Regions from separate parts of the Mus musculus genome. Here all the other regions are linked to region 2. Evidence: chromatin contacts called from public HiChIP or PLAC-seq and promoter capture Hi-C data. All regions are on one chromosome and are shown on one strand. The core of a region is the stretch at or near the end of the contact, and the rest is flanking DNA. Distances in the headings are between cores, read along the strand shown.

Region 1 (4,016 bases), core at 1,486-3,985, 230 kb after region 2:
CAAATGGCATATCCCAGAGGTTTAACTAAAGAAAAAGTAGTTGTACAAGATTCTTTAGGGCAGAGGTAAGACAAAGCAAAAGGGATTTCCAAAGTACCCAGTGAAGTGACAATGGCCTGGAGAGGACAGATGGAGTCACAGAGGAGAGCCAATTAGATAGGCACTATTGGTAGTTTACTAGGTATTTGTAACTAGATGCCAGAGCCCTAGAATAGGTTGCAAGGGCTGGGATCAATAGAGGGAGGAACGTACAACTAGAGAAAAACCAGCTCCAGGATAAGTGAGTGGAAATGGGGAAGCATTGGCTTCAGATTTGACCGCATCCCATCCTCAGCAACTGTGACATGTCAGTGGTCTTGTATAGACTCAATGGCCTGCAATGAGCCTTTCTATACAATGAGCCTTTCTAAATAAATGATGTAGAACAGAGAAGTTCCAGTGACACAGATCATAACATCAAATGTACTGCTTACTTTAAAGGCCATCCAGTATGCTACCTGCTACCATCTTGCCTTACAATGTCATCATCCAGCCTTGAAAGAGCCCTAGATTCCCAAACACAGAGAGGATCAAGGCTATGAGAAGCACCCCCCCCCTTTTTTTGAGGGTAGGTATGTAGAGATTTGGTCCATGTTGTTTGAAGACAAGTTCCACTGGGTAGCCCCTGCTAACCCAGAGTTCGACAGGTAACCCGGGTTGGGCTTCAAATTCACGGCCATTTTTCCTCAGCCTCTCCCAGGGCTAGGATTACAGCATTGCACGACCACATCAGCATGGTCCACGTTTCAGCAAGGGTTCCACACTAGGGAACAGGCTAGGAAGGGCAGCACAGAGTGAGAGCAGGAGTGAGGCAGAGACAAACAACAGCCAGCTTCCTCACAGGTGAACATCTTTGTGCTCAAGAGTCAACTCACTTATGTATTGTTGGAAGAGTTGGAGCCATAAGTGGAGACTTGGCTTTTTGTTAACAGCTCATGACTTGGGAATGACACACATCATAGACAAATAGCAACAAATACATACTTCTTTTTTTTTTAAGATTTATTTATTTATTATATATGTAAGTACACTGTAGCTGTCTTCAGACACACCAGAAGAGGGAGTCAGATCTCGTTACGGATGGTTGTGAGCCACCATGTGGTTGCTGGGATTTGAACTCAGGACCTTCGGAAGAGCAGTCGGGTGCTCTTACCTGCTGAGCCATCTCTCCAGCCCCAAATACATACTTCTTAATAGAGCCTCATGTGCAAATTATAATAATATATTTAAAGCACTGGGCCCAACACGAGGTCAGTAAATAGTGGCAATTGCTCTTTATATTGTTAAGTCCCAAGAAGACATTTTAGAAAATATGACCATTGTGTTTGAAAATACATTCCTTACTGCGAATACACATATTTCACCGGTGACTCAGTAACTCATGGTATAGCTAACACCCAGTTGAACCCTATGTTAAATACTTTGAAAGTCCTTTATTTGTGGAGTTGCTGGGAAGAAGCAATTGTGGAGGGAGGGCTCAGAAGGTCAGCAGTGGGAAGTTTTCTTTAGGAGTCCTGAACCAAAACTGACATCCCCACCACACCTCATGAACAGTTGCTCTCCTTACAACAGCAGTAACATTTTAAGCTTGTGACTATGAGATGAGTTCAAAGACAACTTTTTTTTCCAAATCAAACTTTATGTATAATTTATCATTTTCTCTTCCAATTTTTAGTTTTGAATAAACAAAACCCAAAGTAAAATTTCCCAAGACACAGCAACAGCTATTTTTTTTTTCTTTTCTTTTCCGTAACTGGGACACTAGCAAGTTTTAACCCAGGGATCACTTTCAGTCAATGTAGGGGGTGGATAGCCCTGTGTTGGGGATTGTCCTCCTGTTCTGTCTCACAGGCCAGTCACAGCAACATGCCCAGTTTAGAGGATGCGGATGTAAACTCTGCCCATGTCACTCAGCCCATCTCTTTTACTCAGACAGTTCCCTAGCAGCTCTTTGATGGAGATACAGTCCTTTGTTTCCAGCACAAACTGCTCCACAGCCTTTCGTCCTGGCAGCTGGCTCTCCATCATCCCGTTTCTGACACTCTCCAGGACAACGCCTCTGATAGCCTTAGGTTCTCCAGGCACACCGAAGATGATAAACAGACCCAGACAGTCCTCTCCTACCAAGTTACAGAACTCTTGCAGCTTGTCAAATCTGCCTTTTTTCCAAGACTCCTCTCCCCTTGACTCACAGGATTTTGGGTCCGTCAGAGGGAGCGAAGCCATCCTCAGAGTCTGCACTGCCACCTGAAGCCGTATTTGCTTATCAGGTCCCCAGAAGGTCCAAATCCAGTCTGCTCCAAACAGCCAGGCCTGGTGCTTGGTCATCTTGGTGGTGGTGAGCCACTCATCCGCTCCCCTTTCCTGGCAGAAGGTAACGAAGTGGACGAGGAAGACCTCAGTCAGTGAACTCGCTGCAAGGCAGAGTCTGCTCAGCGGATACTCAAACCCGAGGTACTCCTTCAGCTTCTGCGCTGCATGGGAAATAGCCGCACTGACCACCTCACACATGGCAAGAACCTCCTGGCTGTCCTTCGGAGCTACCTGCTGTGAAGCCTTTTGTCCCATTTTCTCACACCCAGTAAATGCTGCTTCTAGCTATTCAGCATGTGAATGTCACCGGGAACTGCCTCTTTCTCATAGATTTTCTTCAGCAAAGCCACATCTGTTAAAGCCACCACCAGCTTCCTAATGCCACAGCTTCCTTGATGTGGCTAGCCATATAGACCCGAGGCTAGACAAACATGTGAGGGAGGGCCCCGTTTGTCAACTGGGTGTGTTGTGCTCACAGATTCCTGATGCTTGCCAAGTGACAAATGACAATTTCACACAAAACACCTGCTCTACTCCAGGTTATGTACAGGCTACATTTGATCTCTTCCTGGATGTGGCTCCTGTTTCTAAAAACTAGTCAAAATAAAACCAGCACGTGAATGTATGGGTTAGACTCCTACATTCTCCAACCAATGTCTCTAAGCTTGTGTCTCTTCTGTTTCCCTTTTTTGACGCATCTGTTCTGACCCTTCCTTCCCCAGGCAGGTTGCTGGCATTTCCTTTTATATGTACTTCTTAAGCAGAGATCTCAATTTGTCTGATTCAAAAAAACTCAATCAAACGTGCAAGTTTACAAACAAAAATCAGTTACTGTTTCCACCAGAAATGAAGACTTTGTTTTTCTGAACAAAGAAACAATGACAAATACACAAGGCAATTATCAATTGACTTTATTTCCTCTCATAAGGTAATGCAAACTTTGCATAATACTTTTGTAAATAAAATATATAATCAAAAGTTTTTAACTTTATCACATATCATCAGTTGTTACATTGTCCTTGATAAAGAATATTTGGCATCTGTAACAGTCTGCTGGTATTTTAACCAGGTTCTAATAACAAACTGAGCTTTCAAATGGTGGTATTTATTCATGTTAAACTAAAACCCCAATACAGGAAGAAGCCAATATTGTCATGAAATCATGAATGGGAGCATGTTAGCATCTGATAATTTAATTAGAAATAACCAGCAGTGTTACAAGGTTCACAATGAACAGCTTTATAACCTGCAGAGCATAAAAACGGCATACTGCTGACATTTGGAAATAGCTATCACCAGATCTATCACTGTAAAGTGACCTGTCCACCTGTCCCCCAGTGTCTAAGCTCCTGTCCAGAACACAGGGGATCTCATTTAGAGTAGCCCTGAATGAAAAGTAGATTGTCTCCAACCCTGCTGAAAACACTCATAGACACATACCACTCAACAGCTGCTTTGTAGCTTTCTATTTTCTTTACAAAAAGCCTTTGGGCCCTGTGTGACAGAAAACATGAGCAACCTGCTGTTGGACAGGATAGCCATTAGAAAATGTTCTACAGCTTTAAAATATTTGGGTTCTGATTGAAATAATACGAAGCCCCATCAGCTGACAGTCTGAGTGTAAGGTACAATCGACATGGCTAGGCAGGACTCCTTAGTTCAAC
Region 2 (4,023 bases), core at 435-2,934:
TTCTCTTTGTGTTTCCAGGAGAGGAAATTCTTTTAAAATGGATGATGTTTTTCCATTAGCCTCAGAAAAGATGGTGGGTGATGGGGTAGAGAAAGGAAAAGGGGGAAAGGAGGGTCAATTTTGTCTAATTAGGAAAAAAACAACATCAATCAAAGTAGTGTATAGATTCCAGCCTTAAACGCACAGTGTGTCTAGTTTTTGTTTCAGCCTTTTATTGGGGGAGTATTTTTAAGTCAAAGTAATTTGAGACTTGGCAAAGTACCTTTGGATTTTTTTTTCTTGGTGGTGAAGCAAATATCATGTTTAACGTTAAGCAAGTCTCAGGAAACGCAGCAGAATGGTTGCTTTGTGAGTCCCTTCTTTTCCTCTCATGGGGCTCCCCACTCCAGATCAATTAGGGCTCCAGCATCTTTGGGGAAGGGTTATCACAGAGTGTCACAGGTTCAAACTTTCTCTTTTCGTGCCATGTAAACATGTCTAACAGTTACAAATTCTTAACCACTTAAAGGACGTTATGGAAATTCCCGGGTTTCTTTTTAAGGTGGGAAGAAGCCAACTTTTTTTTTTTTTTTACAAGTATGAAGTTTAAAGGAATCAAGGGAAAGAGACAAGGGCTTCTGATGAGAGGGAACCCCGCCCAAGACAGCTGAAAGCTTTAACTGCTGGCGAGCAGCAAGGCTTAGGGGAGGGGAGGGGTGAGAAGTCCTAGGAGTACCCACCCCAGAAGTCTGTAGAGCATCACAGCCCAGGTCTGACAAAGGTCTTTGAGTGACACTAGCCTCCTAGAGAGTCAGATGAAATTTTCCAGCAGTATTGTCTAGAAGGCAAACTTCTTTGAGTGGTTCCCATGTTCATTTCAGCGTGATCTAGGACCTGGGGGGAAACTAGTATTCACACACACACACACACACACACACACACACACACACACACACACACCTCTAGACCCACAATCAGTAACTCACAACTTTCTCCCCCACCCCCCACCCCCACTCCCTGCCCAGCAGCACTGAGAAGCTGAAGCAAATGGGCACTCAGTGAATCTTTATCAGGACATAGAGTAGGTTATCAGAAGAAGGTGAGAAAGAAGGACTCTGCGCATTCCAGGTCGTCTGTGATCACAAAGTGGGTCTTCTTCCTTGCTCACACACCCGTTCTAGGACCTGCTCCAGACGTGATGTCCCCAACCCTTCCCAAACAGTAAGACCCAAAATCGCCTTTGCTCTTCTGGGTGCTAGGTTTAGTCCCCTCCCCAGGAGAAGGCCACACCAGGCAGGAATGCAGTGCAATGCGAGCTTGCAAGCGAGCTTGGGACTCTTGGGATTCTCAGGCCACCCGGGGTTCCTCCTTGCTGTTTGTAGGGACCTGGACTCCTGGACCTGCCACTCAGGCGACAGCAGGCCGGTTCAGGAGGAGGAGAGCGTCAGATCGGCCCACGCGGGCCAGGACTGGGGTGGGGCTCCGTGGCTCCGGGCTCCCCTGTGCTCCCCGCCCCCGCCGGCCCGCTCACCCCTGCCTGCTCCGCCGGCGCGCGTTCCTCGGGCGCCACCTCTTTGCGACTCGCTCACTTCTCAGCAGGTTGGCCCCGGAGCGTGTGAACCTTCCAGGGCTGGGCTCACAGCTACTCTCCAACCTGCGCCGCCCCAGCTGGGCCGCTCCGCCCCGCTGCCGGAACCCGCCCTCGCGGCCACCTGGCCCTCGCATCCACGACACGCGCGCCTGCAACTTGTTCAAGGGCGTTGTGGAATCAACTTTCCGGAAGCAACCAGCCCACCGAAGGAGGTAGACCGACAGCTATGTATATATACGCGCTCTGCCGCAAGTGGCTGTGCACCCAGAGGCCCGGTGCGCAGGACAGCTGACTCCTGAGGAACACCCGCGTTTGAAGAGGGGTTTGACCTGCCCCACGACCCAGAGTGCTGCCGCCAAGACTAATTAGACATTGCTATGGGAGCCACAGCAACGCGCCACGCATCCCCGACGCCTATGTAAAACGCCCGGTTTTCGCTCTTCTTTCAGAGGAAGCTCTCTGATTGCTTTTTCCCCTCTCGGGTCCCTTTTTGCCTGTGCGGTTTGAGAGAGGCGCAGTTAGAGGCGCTGATTCCTACACAAGTAAGTGCTCAGGGGCTCGGAGACACTTTTTTGCTTTCTTTTTCTTGTTTTCTTTTTTCCTCCTAACTTGTGAGATGCCCTCGACTTTGGAGTGGCTGTTGGGAAGCCACGGGGTTCCAAAAGAGGGAGCGGGGCAGTGCGAGGAAGAGATGGAGAGCCGGGACTGACCCTCGGGTTCCACTCTTGCAGGTCCCCAGAGCCAGCGAGCGGCACGATGCTGCGGAGGCTGGTTCAGCAGTGGAGTGTCCTGGTATTCCTGCTCAGCTACTCCGTGCCCTCCCGCGGGCGTTCGGTGGAGGGGCTTGGCCGCAGGCTGTAAGTACCGGTCTTCCTCCTGGGGTGAGGGGTGGGGAAGACCAGCGCCAGCTGAGGCGGGCGATGCTGAGGAAGCCTAGGGGTCCCTGATGGTCCCAACCTGAGTTGGACACAGTCACGGGGTACCTGCTAGCAAGGGGCTGAGCCCAGGAAAGCCATCTAGAGAGCTGGTGAGACCCCAAAATGGACAGGCACGAAACAAGTTTGATGTGCCTTTCCATAAGAGGGAGTCTTTTTCAGAACCTGGGCCGGCAAGATATCTGTCTGCAGGGAACCACCAAAGTTACTTTATCCACCGAGAGGTTCTGAAACTCAGCAGGAAACTGGGGGATTCAGGAACTGTCTGTGTGCCTCTGTGTGTGTCTGTGTGTGTCTGTGTGTGTCTGTGTGTGTGTCTGTGTGTGTGTCTGTGTGTCTGTGTCTGTGTGTGTGTGTGCGCGCACACAAGCGAGTGGATATGTCTAAATGTGGGTGGCAGTCTGTGTGTGAAAAGCAAAAACGTTGTGTCTAGTTTTATTATGAATGACATAATTTTAAGCATATAAAACAGGACTGTGTTACATAACAAAGCATATTATATAATTTAGTAGTAACAACTTTTTAATGGCAAACGTCCAACTTTAGTATCGATACCATTCAGGAAGGCGGGTGTGCTTGTCTCCAAAATGGACTTTAGGCGTGGAAACTTTCTTTTTCCTGGAATTATTGCTAACGGTTCTTTAATCCGGAGTCGAAATATTTGCATTGTGGTCTGAAAGCTTGTAGTTCGGCATTCTCAGCTGGTGGTTGAGTTTTTGATTTCTTAAAGAGTGATTTTGACTTTGAGATAAGAATACATCTAAGAACACCAGCAAAATATCGCCGCAGTGTTTGGGAAGTAGTAGGCATGCTTGAATCTGTCTGTCTCATCGATGTCGATGTAATACCGTCTAGGGCTGCTCTCTTAGCACAGACTCTGTTCAAGATGGGAAAACCATAAAGTTTAAGAAATGAGTCGTTTGGCTCTGGAGAAGGCATTAGGAGGACTTGCTCACCTCACAAGAGAAGCAGCAATATCTACCTAATATTTACAGTCAGGTTCCTGGTGCTTCTTGTAAACTCCCGAGGGTATACAAAAAGGCGACTGTTCAGCGCCTGCTTCTGGTCTATTCTTATTAGTTCGGCAGAAAATCTTTAAATGAAATTACTTTAGACATGTCTGGATCTTGGCACGAAAATGAAACTCTATTATGAATCTCCTAAGGCAAGTTGTGTAGAGCATTGTACTGGAGATAAGGCAGCATTGTCCCAAGAGTGAGTGCACTGCTGGCTTACTTCTCGAAATTGTCTTGAGACTTTTCCCTCATTTTTGAGACTTGTGTGAAATTCAATTACCTAACATCCAAATATAAATACAGATGAGCTGAAATTTTTTTTTAAAAAAAGCACACTTACATACTGTATTTATTTGGATAAGAATTTCTGTCTTGGAACAGAGCCAACTTTTTCTTTAAAGTTGCTTAATACCTATTTTCTCTTTTGAGAGAGAGTAAATGAGCCATGCTTGAGTCTACAATGACGGAATAAAAATAGCACTAAGCTGTCCTTACAGCTGTT
Region 3 (4,257 bases), core at 90-2,589, 240 kb before region 2:
GAGGATAGTGCTTTGTAAATCAAAACTACTCCGTCCAGATTATGAAATTATTAGGCTTTCTTAAACTGTATGTGTCCATTTTTATCACTTAAAAAAAAAACAGCTGGTAATTGGCTTTTACTTTCTGACAAAATTAGCAATTTCTGGAACCTTTTCAGTAACCATTTATTTTGCCATTTTCTGTTGCGACTCCAGGAGTGGAAAAATATTCTTTTACATTTTAATTTGCTTTTCCCAAAGTGGCGCTAGGGCCCCATCAGTAATGCTTCCTGCTTTCCGCATCTACCCCTCAGCTGTCTGGCAACATCAGCACAAACTCCAGCTAAGAACAGGACTGTGGTAAATTTTTGGAAATCTGTCCCCACCACAAAGGTTCTTCCCTCGGTTTCATGGCCGGGCTGAGTTAGATTTTCAAAATTGATCAGCATTTTTGAGCTGTGGCCACGACTTCTGGAGCATTTGATATGTGTATTTTTAGCTAAAACTGCTTTGCACTTTTGGAAAAATGTGGAGCAAGTTACTGGGCTGATCAAGGTAAATCAAGTTGTGTGTTCATGAGAGACACGGCAAAAACATGAGAACATCCAGGATCACTCATGTCCTCTCTCTCAAGGTAGGAGAGAGACAAGCTTCAGCAGGGTATGCACTGTGTCGTGGGCTCAGCACCCAAAGCTAAAACAGCAAGGAAGGAACAGCCTGGGAAGGTGAAGGGATGGCAGTGTGTTACGCTCTCTCCCTGCAGCTGAGTACGGGAAAGCAGAAGCCCCACATGCAGTGGAGCAGCCCTGGCGTCTTTATGCTCCACATCTTGAGGAACACATAGCAACACCTGCATCAAGAAAACGCCACCCGCTTCACAAAAGTAACAGCAAAGAAACGCACGCATCGCAGATTGTTTTCACTAGGCTAAGCCAATTTATTTGCACAAAAAGTAGAATGGACAAAGAATGTGTGTGGATGGAAATAAGATCAGTTTATAAATAGCACTGAGTCACTAGAACGGCTAACACAGAAGAGACAGCCACTCTGTCACCGCTTACTCAGTCTGGTCGACACGCCTCAAAAGGTGTACTTCTGTTTACAAATCTAGAAATTAAAGCTAAGCTAGCCATCTCTATGCAAGTGCTTATATTTTATAGAAAATATAAACTGGACTTCCAGGAACTGTCGACAATGGTTATTCTGAAATGAAGTGACATTCACTGTGTCTTGACTAAAGAGAATTCTGCTATGATCAACATCTGTCGGGAAGAAACTATGGCAAAGGACGATATGTATCCAAAAACTTAACAGTCAAGCTGTAAACACCACACACTCTTCCACGTGGGTACCACAACCTCCAGAGCCAATTACTATTTTTAGCATCTGTGAACCCTGCTGTACTCTGTGCGCGGTGTTCATTTCAAAGGCATAGTTTTTGGAGTTAAGGCTCCCGTGTTTTCTCAAGGCACATCCTGACATGGGATGGGAAGGGTGCCAGCAAGCAGACAACACAAGCACACAGCATGTTCGCCTGTGGTAAGAAAACAGATTCCTAAGTTCTGATTGAGCTGCGCAAAACAGCAGAGCGGTGACCACGGGTGCTCTAGGTTCCAGCAAGCCTAAGTTAGACAAGGCAGAGTTCCTCTTCCATACTGTCAAAAAGTAAATGTGTCCTGGATAGCTTAAGAGATGGTGCTACGGAAATGTTATTTTAAGGCCTTTCTACAAACAACGTAGATCCAAATCCTATGACAGTGTCCTTCTGCATATTTAAGACTAAAGATACCAGATGTTTTTGCTGCTGATTATGTGTACATTTTGGGGGTGGGTTGTTTGTTTTTGGTTTTGGGGGTGTTTTGTTATGTTTTCTTTTCTTTTCTTGAAACAGGGTCTCAATAGCCCTTGCTGGTCTGGAACTTGCTATGTAGAACAGGTTGTCTTCAAATTCAGTGACCTTTCTGCCTCTGCCTCCTGAGTGCTGAAATTAAAGGCTTAAGGCACCAAACCTGACCTCAACAGCACTGGTTTTTATAACCTAATGTTACAGGGGCCAGAGAAAAGGCTAAGTAGATAAAGCATTTGCCACTCAAGTATATGAACCATTGTTTAGATCCCCAGAATTCACAGTGAAACCAAACATATAAAAAGTCTTCTGTGACCCCAAAACTTGGGAGCAGAAGGTATCCTGGGGCAAGGTGGCTGGCTAGACTAGTCAGAATCGCCCCACTCTGGCTTCATCAAGAGAATATACCTCTAAAAATACAGAGTGATCAAAAATGATGCCCAACATTTACTTTGGGCTGAAATTCCAGGTCTGACATGTACTGCATTACAGTGGGCATGTACCTTAAACATTTTGGTTACTCCAGATGTCACTGAAGAGATTAAATATGCTAAAAGAGAAATTAAAAGCTTGGAATAGGAGCCCTTCCCTACACACTTTATCCGCACACATTTACCATCAGTGCCTCTGTCTCACAGACTGTGGTGTTTTGAATGAAAATGGCCTACATAGGCTCATAAGGAGGGGACAATTAGGAGGTGTGGCCTTGTTGGAGTAAGTGTGTCACTAGGGATGAGCTTTTCAGAAGCTCAAGCCAAGCCCAGGGTCACTTTTCCTTCCTGGTACCCGAGAATACAAATGTATAACTCTCAGACCCTTCCAGCACACTGCCATGCTTTCTGCCATGACCAGAATGAACTAAATGTCTGCACTGTTAGCCAGCCCCCAGTTAAATATTTTCTTATAAAGGGAACTCTTATACAGGCAACACTTATAAAGGAGTTGCCATGGTCATGGTGTCTCTTCACAACAGGAAAATCCCTAACACACGTATGAACAGGATTCCCAGTGTACTTGGGAATAACAAGAGACCAGAAAACCACACCACAAAGAGCAAGTGGAAGAAAGAGCAAGTCCTAAGCACACATAGTATCCTTTGAGAGCTAACAACAGGACATACACCACTGAACTAAGAACAGGACATCCTAGGCTTATGAGGGGAGAGAGGAGGAGGGAGAAGGTAAGACTGGAAGGTCTTGATTTAAATTACAATTGATGAAGTAAAGAATTGTGGGATAGAAAATAATGGGGAACTCCATTAAAATGAAGCATATACAAGAAAATGGAAAATGGGTGAAATATAAGAAAGTTTCAGATTGAGCTATGTAACATCTAATCACTAGGAATTCTATAAAGAACACAGAGAACTCAGAAACCACCAGCAAAGTAACTCAAAATAATATCCTTTATAAGACTACACTGGGCCTCTGGACGCAGCTCCATCCAAGCAGGAAGACTGCATGCAGCAGCCTGAAGAAGGCAGAGGGCACTGGGGAGGAGCTTCTGAAACTCAGAGGGGGGATGACATGTACCAGAGAGTTCTACAACCAGCCAGCGCAGTAACTCATTGAGTTCACGACAGAATAGAATCATAGCCACACCCAGGAGGTCTCAACACAAGTTTTCCTTCTTACAAATGTCTTGTGGAGCTGGGGATGAACCAAGGGCAGAGTGCTGGCCCAGCACACACAAGGCCCTGGGCTCTGTGTTCAAAACCCCCAGTGCCACAAAAAGACAAAAAACAATTGTGTGTGACAGACAGAAGACATGAGATTGGGAAATCCATCTCTCAGACAGGTAAACTGCCTCTATGTCAGGAAGGGCCAGGAAGACTGGATACAGTCAGAAAGCTCCTGGGAGACGTGTTCACCCCACGTGGCTACACTGGGAAGGAAGTTCAGCGCTGTGTCAGTGAATACAATGCTGGCCGACTGAAACCAACACACTGGACAAGAAAAGTAACCACCCCGCTCCCGTCCTGAAACAAGATAACTGCAATAATGCAAACACGGAGTAGCTGTACCAAAATCCCTGGGTGACCACGGAGGGCAGAGGCAGAGGCTGGGGAGGGAGGGCCACACCTTCTTCCCTGTTACAAGGGCACAGGTCTTCAGTGGGAAAATCACAACGTAGCAACCATACGCATGAGGTTTAGATACACTCAACACCCAACCCTGAAAACATGGCAGGGCAGGGAAGCAGAAAACACAGATGGCCATTGTTTCACAGAAAAATACCTTTTACAACTTTAAATTATGGGCAGAAAAACAAACTGTTACTAACCAATCTACCTAGTATTTCCATCAAAATATTACCAAAAAAAGTCAAAGCAAGTTTGTTTCTCTTAGAAACTAAATACAAGCATAAATGCTTTAAAATAGCATTTTACCAGTGAACAAACTGGACTTTTTTATGTTCCCATGCTACACTTT

Evidence for each region. Promoter capture Hi-C pulls out the DNA fragments that hold promoters and counts their contacts. HiChIP or PLAC-seq counts read pairs in DNA pulled down with a chosen protein or histone mark.
Region 1: a promoter capture Hi-C map of embryonic stem cells shows a contact between it and region 2, with 5 times the contacts expected there. The contact joins the promoter of Rep15 here to the promoter of Pthlh in region 2. A contact is called at or near these places in 7 of 39 promoter capture datasets (the 3T3-L1 cell line, embryonic stem cells, frontonasal cranial neural crest and 3 more), 2 of 484 Hi-C or Micro-C datasets (both in embryonic stem cells) and 1 of 9 other capture datasets (adipose tissue).
Region 3: a contact with region 2 is called in a FOXA1 HiChIP or PLAC-seq map of pancreatic cancer cells. The contact joins the enhancer-like site here to the promoter of Pthlh in region 2. A contact is called at or near these places in 8 of 39 promoter capture datasets (cranial neural crest, embryonic stem cells, frontonasal cranial neural crest and 5 more), 2 of 484 Hi-C or Micro-C datasets (nephron progenitors and uterus) and 2 of 115 datasets of contacts at active chromatin or transcription factors (embryonic stem cells and pancreatic cancer cells).

What each region holds. Positions count from the first base shown.
Region 1 is chr6:147,031,256-147,035,271 of GRCm38.p6, reverse strand. Rep15 (RAB15 effector protein) reads right to left here and starts at 2,735. Exons shown (of 1, transcript NM_025620.2): 1 at 1,754-2,735. The coding sequence starts at 2,607. The coding sequence ends at 1,915. It overlaps Ppfibp1 (PTPRF interacting protein, binding protein 1 (liprin beta 1)), which reads right to left. Exons shown (of 31, transcript NM_001355728.1): 31 at 3,247-4,016.
Region 2 is chr6:147,261,674-147,265,696 of GRCm38.p6, reverse strand. It overlaps Pthlh (parathyroid hormone-like peptide), which reads left to right and starts at 1,684. Exons shown (of 4, transcript NM_008970.4): 1 at 1,684-2,112; 2 at 2,302-2,427. The coding sequence starts at 2,327.
Region 3 is chr6:147,503,468-147,507,724 of GRCm38.p6, reverse strand. The region is part of intron 1 of Ccdc91 (coiled-coil domain containing 91); the gene reads right to left. Among named protein-coding and RNA genes, the nearest start is that of Ccdc91, 30 kb to the right of the region's middle. Within about 2 kb of position 1,339, at least 41 of the 459 cell types and tissues checked have an H3K27ac peak or open chromatin away from gene starts, as enhancers often do. A contact at or near this core is called in pancreatic cancer cells and uterus, where this site is marked.